3 separate regions of the Danio rerio genome follow, and regions 2 and 3 are each linked to region 1. Evidence: chromatin contacts called from public HiCAR-type and Micro-C data. All regions are on one chromosome and are shown on one strand. The core of a region is the stretch at or near the end of the contact, and the rest is flanking DNA. Distances in the headings are between cores, read along the strand shown. Region 1 holds the start of zgc:153993. Region 2 holds the start of fgf19 (fibroblast growth factor 19). Region 3 holds the start of fadd (Fas (tnfrsf6)-associated via death domain).

Region 1 (3,698 bases), core at 309-2,808:
GTGGGTAATTTAGCAAGCAATAATTTCCAATAGTGCTATAATTGTTGTCACTTTCACAAATGTGTTAATTTCACAAGTTAAAAATAAGTACACAAGCTGTGATTGTTTAAAAGAATGTAACTGTTCATTATCAGTGTTATATTTAAAAATAATTAAAATAAAAAAAATTTGTATTACTTTTATTTATATATAACTATATATTTCATACAAATCTAAAGGGACATATTTCCAATAATGTTTTTGCTGAGATGGCCAGTCAGTTTGAGAAAACTTTTCTTGTATATTACATAAAGAGGTAGTTTTAAGTTGCGATTACGCAACCGTCATCACGCAAAATAATGTGTTAATAGGAACCTATTTATTGTGCATCTAGATGTAAAGCTTTAATATAATATAATACACACCGCCTCAGAGAGTAGAGACATGATGGTCTTACGCTTGACAGATACTACGTAATGACGTTTTTTTTTTTTTTTTTTCGAATTTTGCATATTAATTTTTTTCTTTTTTTTAATTAAAGAATGCAAATATACAACCACAATCAGGAGATCGATATAAGAGACATACAAAGGAGAAAAATACAAATTACATTAGTTGCAGAAAAAGAAAAAAAAGAGATTAACAAAACAAAGGAAGGGGTGAATAAATTACAATTGTATAAAAGTGTATGAAATTAAATTAAGAGCATTGGGAAAGCGTTCTACCTTAAATCAAGGCAACAGTTCTTCATATAGAACCAGGAATCTGACACATTTTTTTTGTTTTTACATATATGGAAAGATTTCAGCAGTGAGTCAACTTCAATCAGAAAATGTAAAAAAGTAGGGACTGAACACTGAAGCCATGCATTTTTGTTTATGTATTAATAAACTATATAAAAAAGATAAATTCTTTAGATTTATGTGAAGATTCTGAGTAATACTACGTAATGACGTCACTAATATGCAAGTTAGTGTGTGACGTCATCTGGTAACATTTAGCTACTTTTTGGGCAGGCTTGAGCTACTTTTCAATGGAAATAGTTGGCAACACTGATTTTCATTACAAAAAGCATACGCCCATGATACGTCAGAGTCAAATAGGCTATGACAACACAATCATATAACAAAAGACAAGAAGAGGATTAACACACACTTAATAACGAGACACTTCTAACATAAACTCATATATAGCTGTAAATAGCCATATAGGCCTACTATCAAAAGTATGTCGCTCATTCTAGCATTCAAAGGCCCGGCGAAGTGAGGAAGTCTTGGACACCGTGGTGGACTTCACGTCACGTCAGAGAGAGCCCGCGCAATGTAGCTCGAACTTAAACTTACCTTCACCACCTGTAGCTCCCTTTAACTCATTTTCGTCTGTCGTCTCTCCATTCTTCCCATCTGCCATGGTTTAATTCAGTGCTAATACCGGTATGATAGCTTGCTAACTAAGTTAGCCAGAGCAGCCTAACTATCTCTGAATCTGCTAAATCCACAGTTTCCAACGCAATACAACATAATATAGTCACGTTATTGACTCTTGTAGTTATAGCTCCTTTACAGAAGCACCGTTAGACCGATACAACTCTTACACTGAAGTACCCAGTCGTGGAGAAGTTTTAGGAGCAATCCATAGGAACGTACGCGTCCGGGGAAATAACGCGGAAATGGAGATGACTGACGGCCGCTGTGCGCAGAATCGTGCCAAAAATGCCTCACAGCACCAGCATGAGTCCGTTATTTCAGACACCAAACACACGTTTAATCATGGGTCCTTCTTCATTTTATAAAATTTATTTTAGTGCTTAGTAAATACGAAGCAGCAAGATGTAAAACAACAACTAGACAAACACGCACTCATGCATAATAGACGAAATGTGCTTAAATATGCATGGGAATGTCACGTACTGTAAATAAGAAAGAGAGGTTATTTAATACTATCAATGATAATACTAAAATAATGCTAGTTTCACAAACACGAAGTGTGTAATTATTTATTTATTAATAGTTTTCGTTCATTTGAATTCTTTGGAATGCTATTTATTTTATATTGTTTCCCTTCATTCATGTACTGGACAGGGGATATATTTGCAGTAATACTTCTTAATATTCATATATAATTTCATAGCGTCCTCAAGTAAGATGATTTTATGCATTAATCTCATTATGTAACGTACAAAATTCACCACAAGATGTCACTATCAGACAGCAACACAATTCTGCTGGCGAACAACGACAAGTGGTACTCACTGCTGCACTGCTGAGTCACATGGGCAGAGCTGAGCTCCATATATATATATATATATATATATATATATATATATATATATATATATATATATATATATATATATATATATATATATATATATATATATATATATATAAAGTTTTATAAAAAAAAAATCATGATTTTTTATTATTATTCTGTTCACCAAGGTGGCATTTACTAAATGTAAAAAATTGTTAAATATTCATTTACAAAATAATATCGGCTTACTTATTGTATGTTGTTTCATATGAAATGATTACTCCAGTCATTATTGCTTTTATTACTATTACCATTATTATTATTATTATTATTATTATTATTATTATTAATAATAAATATAATAATATTAGAGTGATTTCTGAATGATCATACGTCTGAAGAATGGAGTAATGACGCTGAATATTCATCTTTAAAATCACTGGAATAAATGATTAAATTAAATGATAAACTACTCATAAACAGTTATTTTATAGTGCAATAGCACAATCTTACTATTTGTACTGTATTTTTGATTAAATTAATGCAGCTTTATTGAGCAGGATAAGCTTATCTTTAAACATTTAAAAATCCTACTGAGCCCAGATCTTTGAACGGTATTGTATATATTATTAGTTCAATGCCACAAGAACAAGATGTATTACATATTTAAATAGTTTTCTGAAAGAAAACATATTTAAAAAAAAAAGATATTTACATGAAATTAAATGTTTTCAGAGCATTACATGTTTTCAGGGCTTTTTTGTTTTGTGAACATTAACGAATTAGAAATTAATGCAGACTTTTGTAGTTACAAAAATATGTCAACGTGTAAAATAAATTTAGTGAAACCCAATTATATATTATGACTTAAGATTCCTCATTTTATTGGTCTTACCATCTATAAAAATATTAGTAGGCCACTATAGTGTTTTTGAACCATAGGCTACAGTAAAGTCTATTATACTGTTTAGCATACTGTAGTTTTAACTATCATAAACTGAAGAAAAAATGATAAAAACTACAGTTATACAGTAAATTGTGATGTATTGTAGTAAAAACCGAAGCCTATACAGTATTTGTTTATGTCGGTTGTAGCTATTGGGCTATATTGCAATATTTTATTTATTTATTTATTTATTTATTTTTTTACAGAATCTTGAAAAGATGTCAATAACTTTATTGCTGACAATCCTTATCGTAAAATCTTATTGAAACTGTCATTTTTTTGGCAAGAACTTTTATTTAAATGATGCTGGGTTCCACACAATTCCTTTATGTTTAGTTAACTTAATTGTTTTTACATATATTTAAGGGGATTGAACGTAAAATAATTAAGTTGTTCGCAAAAAACGAAAGAACTCAACTCATTTTAAATTAGTAGTTTGACCAAGCAGCAAATGTCATTCTTTGAGTGCAATTTCATCATAAATGTTATTTGTTTTTTACGTTATTTTTATGTTTTACAT
Region 2 (3,698 bases), core at 531-3,030, 170 kb before region 1:
CTGATCATGATCGCTTGCATATCAAAAACTTTTCCTAAATTTGCATATATGCAGATTTTTTAAGTTACATCTGTTTGTCAAACCTACCGATCCGTACAGGTTTCCCAGTCTTTCCATGCAAAGAAATCGGGAGCTTGCAACTCCCTTAATGGCTACGCAGCCTGTGTCCACCGGCCATATCTCCATCAAACCTTTAGAGGAAAAAAAAAGATATTATAGAATGTAATAATGTATGAAATGATGAAAGCTAGAAACGAATTTTACACACTGTTTGGCGGCAGATTTAACGTGGATAGAGTGATCCTAATGCTCGTTTAGGTTACATGTGCAAATTCCTAAAATATTTATTTGCATTAAACTAGAAAATGCATATGCGTTTTGCAGAAGAACATCAATGACTTGTGAGGTAACGGCAAGACGTGAGTGTTTGTGTTGTAAAAATAATACGTAACAAAAAATTAATGATTCGAGTTACTTTTTCTCTGACCAAAATTTTCATTGTTTTTGATAAATTTGTTCAAGTCAAAATGTCTGTAACTATGGATAAAAATCAATTAAAACAATGTTTGGGAACATCTTATGCTTCATAAATATGATAAATCTTTAGGCATATATAAGCACACCTCTCACAAATCTCTCATTTAAATTAAGATTTTCTATAGGATGCTTTATCGTATTATCTTTGTGCATATACATAAGTTTAGTCAGTACTGAAGCCAAATCTAGAGCTAATCTAAAAAAACAAAAAAAAAAACAAAAAAAACTTATGATACCGGCCCAAAAATTAGTAGCCCAAATGTAGGCTATATGTTAGGGAAAAATATTTTACCTTTTTTTTTATCAAAGCTTTTTTTGAAATTTACGTAGTATTTTCAGGGATATGTTTTAAATGTATTATTATTCTATTTTTGAAGACGTTCGGTGACTAAAATATTATTATAATACATATATCCGTTTAATAAATCTGTTTTGTTCAAATGCACCCAAATATATGACCTATATTCACTGAGAAATGGATAAAAATATTCGTTTTCAAAATGGGGTGTGCTCATTTGCTGAGCATTGCATTCAACAAAAAGTACATAAGTTTGACTCAATTACGCTCTATAATGATATCTATTCCACGCGTGTTATAGGTCACTAACAATTTACCGACAATTTAGCCTAATGTAAATGCAATAATCTATATATGTACATGGGAAAACACGTTTTATAAACAATATTTTTAAGACGTTCAGGCTACACCCACGTGTTTTTTTGTATTATTATTATTGTTATTTTTTTTTTATTGACGGTTGCACCACTTGACATTTTTACGCATTTTTGTAAAGACAACATGAATAAACTTTTAAGAAATCGACTACTATAAAATTGTGCTTTAAAAAATAGTTCAAGTCTTTTTCATCTTGGACATCCTTCCTGCCTGGCTCATATACTTAAAGTGCTGAGTTAACTATGACAGTGATTTTGAGCTGCGGTCACTTACTGTCCGAGCTTTGCATGTGTGATCCACTGATTTCTCCGTCTGTGTTTATTTGCAGATGTAAGCCATGTCTGGCTGCGTACAGATGTCGTAGCCGGACGGCTTCACTCCAGTCATTTGCCAAATGTGGACCAGAGTCGGGCAACGGGAGGCTCTCCACGCCGATACTTCCACAAACAGTGACAAAGAGTAAGAGGAGCATTATTAAGTATTATCTGCAGTAATTAAAGACCGTCTTGTTCTGATAGGAAGCATGCACACACACTATCTCCTGTGTATTGCTCTGTTTTGGCGCAAAGCTCTGCGACTGGCCTTTAAATTGTCCTCTTATCAGATCAATCGATAAGCTTTTTTCCCCCCTTTGGCAGTTCTGAGAAGAAAGTTACACACCCCGCTGGACATCCAACAGACGGCCAAGACGCAATAAATTAGACAATTTTAGTCTATAAATGCTTCATTATGATGCATCTGTCATGCATCTCACAAAATAACCAATGTTTAAACTTGTGCCTTACATGCATGCATGCATTAAACTTTTCTTATACTGCGTCTGATAAAAAAATGCATTAATTAGCGTATTTCTTCTCTATATTCATAAGGATGTTAAGAACTTTAGTTAAAACTCGTTGTTTGTCCATATTTAAATGTTAATTTAAAAATCTACAAAAACATTTATAACAAACATTTTCTAAAGATACGGGGATTTCAATTTAAATGAAAAGTACCGAAATACGTAAAAACAATTGCTAATAAAATAAGTTATGACGAACTCGTATTAAATATGTTTTTTATTATAAAGTCATATCAAGTTATTAGCCTTTTCTTTTTTTCTATTTTTTTCTATAATTTTCTTATTTTTGTTTTATGTTTAATTTGATTTATTAACTTTTTTCTTTTGCAATCACCGGACAGTTGCATAACCTACATACAATTAAATCCCACAAAATCTTGCTAAAACTACAAATTTTATTGAATCTATATTTATCTACATTTTCATAAATAAAAAAATGAAAATAATTTGTGAACAAAATTAGTGCCGCCTTTTGTAAGCCGCAAGTTTAAACTTTAAGCTTTTGACACTTTTTACGCACATACGTATATAGATTTAAACTTGTTTGGTTTTTAACGTATTGTGCCTGTTATGTGAATTGCTGAACTCGCAGGATTTTCTGAGAAGTTAAAGAATAATTTAGAGTAAATATTTCCATTCATGAAAATGCTGCCTGTAGGGTTCAATTCATAGTAATGATCGCTGGATGGCGCTGTGAATTCGTTGCACTGTAGAATTTATTTATTGTTTTACTGGGACTTTTGGATTGATTCATTCATAACAAAGAAGAGGGGGGAACTACATGCAAAAGAAACTTTAAAATAAACATTAACGGCCACTTTCATTTATTCATAAATGTCAAGAGGTGCACTTACGTACATTGTAAAACCCAAAGTTATTGTAATTCAAACCATTTGAGGAAACCGATTGCAACAAACCATTTAAGTTCAAACACTAATCCTAATGAGTAATGTAGTCCATTTGAGTAAATGAAGCTATTTGAACGAAGTAAAACCCAATAAATGAAGAGAACTCAGACCAACTGAGTACTGTGACATTGTGTATTGCTACAAACCATTTGAGTTAAAAAAAAATCTATATGAGCACTGTGAACTTGCACCATTTAAGTTGAAGTGATGATGTATTTAATTAAATTATTACCTTCAACACTGAGTTCAAAACTCTTTTCAAATGAGTAGAATTAACTTTCAGTAAATTTTGAGTTAACTACACTTATTCCATTTGATAAAATTTACTGTTGGGTTTTACAGTGTATGTTTTAAGGTCTAAACTGTACATTTGAGGTACAAATATGGACCCTTTCTGTACACTGTAAAAAGTGATTACTTAAAAAAAAAAAACCTGTTGCCCTAAAAGCAATAAGTTGCTTTTGCTTAAAAAGACTTCACTTTTAGAATTATGCACACAGTTTGTTTACTTAACAATTTTAAGGTAACAAGTTTACCCTCTTTTTTCAAGTAAAGTCAAATAATCGCTATTTGCAGTGTACAAATGTGTACCTTTTCAAAGGGATAGTACCATGGTGAGTTTTTTATTTATTTATTTTTTTTCTGAGAGTATTTAAATTCAAATCTTAGAGTACTGTTCACTAAAGTTTGTGTTCAGTGCACATTTATTTCCTATGAAATTAGAAAACGTAATATA
Region 3 (3,698 bases), core at 611-3,110, 160 kb after region 1:
GTTTACATGGACATCAGTAATCAAATGATTTGCCCTAATCTGAATTAGACAATAATATGATTACAGTGTTTACTTTTTGAATGCTCCTTTCATAATCCCGTTTTACATGTTATAGCACATATTGAGGGATCTTGGATTTGAGTACTGAAGCTGTATTCTTGCTACTCAGGCTGTAAAATGTGTTTTCAAGGCCAAAATCACAAAGTGATAAAACCTGCCTAAAACAATGAAATGCATCATGCTTTTTGTTTTAAACAACAATTGCATGCTGTCACCACGCTATCCACATTTCCTCCGGAGTTTCATGTAATTTCAGGTGTTTAATTTTAAATTTGTTGACTTTAACAGCAGTTCGGCACTTTCATTTTCATTCAGAAACATTTTTTTCCCACGGCCACCCCTGTGTAAACTGGCCACCCTAATATTACTTTGCTGTTGATATTATTAATTTAAATGTACTTTAATTCACAATATTTTTAATAAATAAATAAATAAATAGCATCTACTAAATTATTGTTTATTGATTGGTGCCACTGACAGAGCTGATTCATTCATTGAATAAGTATAGTGAGAGTGTGTGTATGCAGTTATTGTGTGTTAGTTGTCTTTGTTTTATTAATTAATCCATTAATCTTCATTCCTTTTAGACGTGGCATATACTGTATGCTGTGCAATAAAAGTGTGAAAAATAACTGAAAATATATTTATATATATGAAAAGTGTTTTTAAACTAAATATTGATTTTCATTTGGCTTGCACATGTACTTGCTGAATTATTTCAAGAAATAAATTGTAATATTTCAAGAGTAATTAATTAAATGAATTACATTATGAACATTATTTCATTTACCAGAAACAAAAATATAACTACTCAAATTCATTAGTTTTTTGTGTGCCACCCAAAGATTTGGTGAGGCCTCTTCTGGCCACCTCTAAGAAAATTTTCTGGGGGCGCCACTGCCTCGCTAATAGTTTGATTAAGGTGTTTACATGTCTGAATTACACTTCAATAATGCGAGTAAAATCATACCCCACGTCTTAATCTGATTTCTGTTTAGTTCGATTATATCAAAATTATTTAAATTAATCAAATCTCTGTTTACATGGTAGCCTCTTAATCAGAGTATTGTCTTAATCATATTAAAATCGGATTATTGGTGTCTGTGTAAACTTAATGTGAGCTAGCAGAGTAAAAAAAAAAACCTTGGTAAACTTTGATTTCACACAGAGATTAATCATTACAAAAAAACATGGTTCACACAGAAAAATAAATAGAAAAAACTGTTTCAATGGTTAAGGAATGGTTTAACTGTTAATAATGTAAAAAAAAAAACTGTTTATACATTTTAACTTGGTAGGCCTAATTTTTTTTATTAATATGTAGCATGTTATAACTAATAATTTGTTATGAAATGTGTCCAATACACAAGAAAACATTCAAATAAGCTACTTTTAATGCAGGGGGGTCAAATTGAGTTCCTGAGGCAGCAGCCCTGCAGATTTGAGTTCCAACCCTGCTTCAAATAGCCTGAAGGACTCAGTTTGATCAGGTGTGTTTGATTAGGGTTAAAGCTAAACTGTGCAGAGCTGCAGCCCTCCAGGAACTGAGTTTGACACCTGTGCTTTAATGGATAATGTTGTATGGTTTGTAAGGATTTTAATAGCTAGTGCAGTTGTATCCTTATGGAAAATCAAATGTAATGGCGTCTATTGTTTTGGACCTTTATTAGTGCTTTTTAAGACTAGCTCAAAATGCAAATTGTTTATATTATGCTACTAATGTTCAAAGGTCGAACTGTTGAAGCCAATAAAGTGATTCAGAAGAACAGTTCTGAATCACGAATCGGACACTGCTTAGCAAACGAATCATTAAGCTACAACATCAAAAAAAGAAGCCATTTCTAAAACAAGTCATCTTTAAAGCGAAATACATTTTGTCGTTTTGGTGTCCAGCAGCAGATCATTCAGAGCAGAGCAGAGCAGAGCAGCAGGGTGTCTTCAGAAGCAGGAGAGAGAGAGGGAGGGGATTTTACGAGTCCTCGCTAAACTTCAGACCGAGAGTTGAAAGCGAAAGCGGAGATGAGTCGAGCGGCAGTGCCGTGTTAGCATTCAAACATGGACAAGAGAGGATTCCGAGCAATGTTGCTAGAAATTTCCGACAAGCTTACAGATGATAACGTGGCCAAATTAAAGTTTTTGTGCACTGACGTCGGCATCGGGAAGAAAAAACTTGAGAAAATCGACACCGGGATTGAACTCTTCGAGTGCTTGATCGAAAGAACTGCAATTGGGCCTGAAAACACTGAGCTTTTACGAACACTTCTTGACAAAGTCGGTCAGACAGTTCTTATTGAAAAAATAGACGATTATGACAGGCAAACGTCAAGAAGCCCGGCTGGTGGTCTGGACGCGAAAGAGCGAGGTTGGTAACGTTACACTTGTACTGTAATTCTTGAAATTCTCATGTCTGTCAGTCAGGTGTAACGTCAGTGTGGTTTCCACTTAACGAAGTTCGATATTTTACGTGTAACCTTATAAACTACTGTAATTTTGGATGAAACAATGGTTTAAAGTCAGAGTAAGGTCTAATTTAAACGACATTTCTGTGTATTCTGTTGTTTTGTGTTACTTTTTTCACTGAGGTGATGTTTACTCTGCTTCCGTCTTGTCACGAATATGTGAAATGCTTTGTGGCAAGCCGTGTCAACATTTACTCCTTTCAATGAGCAAGTTAGTAATCTGTAACCTGTTTACTAAAAATTATTGGTTATATACGCATTATCCCAACGACAGGGGTTCTATTCTTACATTGCATCACCTGAAACAAATTAACAGTTTGAAGTCTTGTAAATGGGGTCACATTTAACTCTACATAATTTTCATTAAATCCAAACCCACAAGCTACATTTTAAATAAAACCTGGGAGATTTATGTTCCTCCAAAATCCCTAAGACTTTGACAAATCCAAAGGTAGTCAAAGAAACCCATATGAGTGAAGTGGTTTAATTTAAATGGTTAATTTCAGTGCCATTTTGGTAATAAATTGTACTTTTTAAGAGTTCTGTTGTCATTTACTCTCCCACCACTTTTTCTAAAGCTATGAGTTGCGTTGAACACAAAAGAAGATATTTTGAAAAATGTTGGAAACTGGTTGACTTCCACCATATTTTCACTCATTCTACGGAGGTCAATAGTTACCTGTTTTCATCATTCACCAAAATATCTTCTTTTGTGCTCAACAGATTAAATATTGAGGTAAAGTTGGTTTTATATTTGCACATTCAGACTTTCTCCTTAATAATATAATTTCAGAAAAGTATTATTTGTAAACTCTAAATAGTGAAATCATATAAGCAGCCAATGAATATCAAAATACAACATTGTGCACAGTCAAACAAATTAGAGCTAATGTTGTTTTCAAGTCATATTTACATGTGATTTCAGACCCATAGTCAAATTAGTGTAGTAGATAATATAGGCAACGTTAAATGAAGGAATGTGCGAATATAAAACCAACTCTACCTCAATTGATTAAACGATCTGACAAAAGTTTGGATACATGTGAGGGTGAGTAAAAGTATTAGAATATAGCTATTTGTTTAGGTTAAAAAGAATGCAAACACGATTTGTAAATGGTTGTAATTGAGGTTTGTAAAATGAGCAGATTAATTTATTTGTACGATCATCTTTTCCTAAGT

What was found. Hi-C and Micro-C count contacts between places; a contact is called where the count stands out from the background. HiCAR-type assays count read pairs that join an accessible place to other places.
Region 2: a contact with region 1 is called in a Micro-C map of caudal fin, with 6 times the contacts expected there. The contact joins the promoter of fgf19 here to the promoter of zgc:153993 in region 1. A contact is called at or near these places in 3 of 18 Hi-C or Micro-C datasets (caudal fin, hematopoietic stem cells and an unstated tissue).
Region 3: a HiCAR-type map of caudal fin shows a contact between it and region 1, with 6 times the contacts expected there. The contact joins the promoter of fadd here to the promoter of zgc:153993 in region 1. A contact is called at or near these places in 2 of 18 Hi-C or Micro-C datasets (caudal fin and hematopoietic stem cells) and 1 of 4 datasets of contacts at active chromatin or transcription factors (caudal fin).

What each region holds. Positions count from the first base shown.
Region 1 is chr7:69,429,185-69,432,882 of GRCz12tu, reverse strand. It overlaps zgc:153993, which reads right to left and starts at 1,558. Exons shown (of 6, transcript NM_001076585.1): 1 at 1,323-1,558. The coding sequence starts at 1,389. It also overlaps a transcript of ano1a not described here.
Region 2 is chr7:69,597,619-69,601,316 of GRCz12tu, reverse strand. fgf19 (fibroblast growth factor 19) reads right to left here and starts at 1,780. Exons shown (of 3, transcript NM_001309359.1): 1 at 1,487-1,780; 2 at 88-191. The coding sequence starts at 1,685. It also overlaps a transcript of ano1a not described here.
Region 3 is chr7:69,273,060-69,276,757 of GRCz12tu, reverse strand. fadd (Fas (tnfrsf6)-associated via death domain) reads left to right here and starts at 1,860. Exons shown (of 2, transcript NM_001386360.1): 1 at 1,860-2,422. The coding sequence starts at 2,116.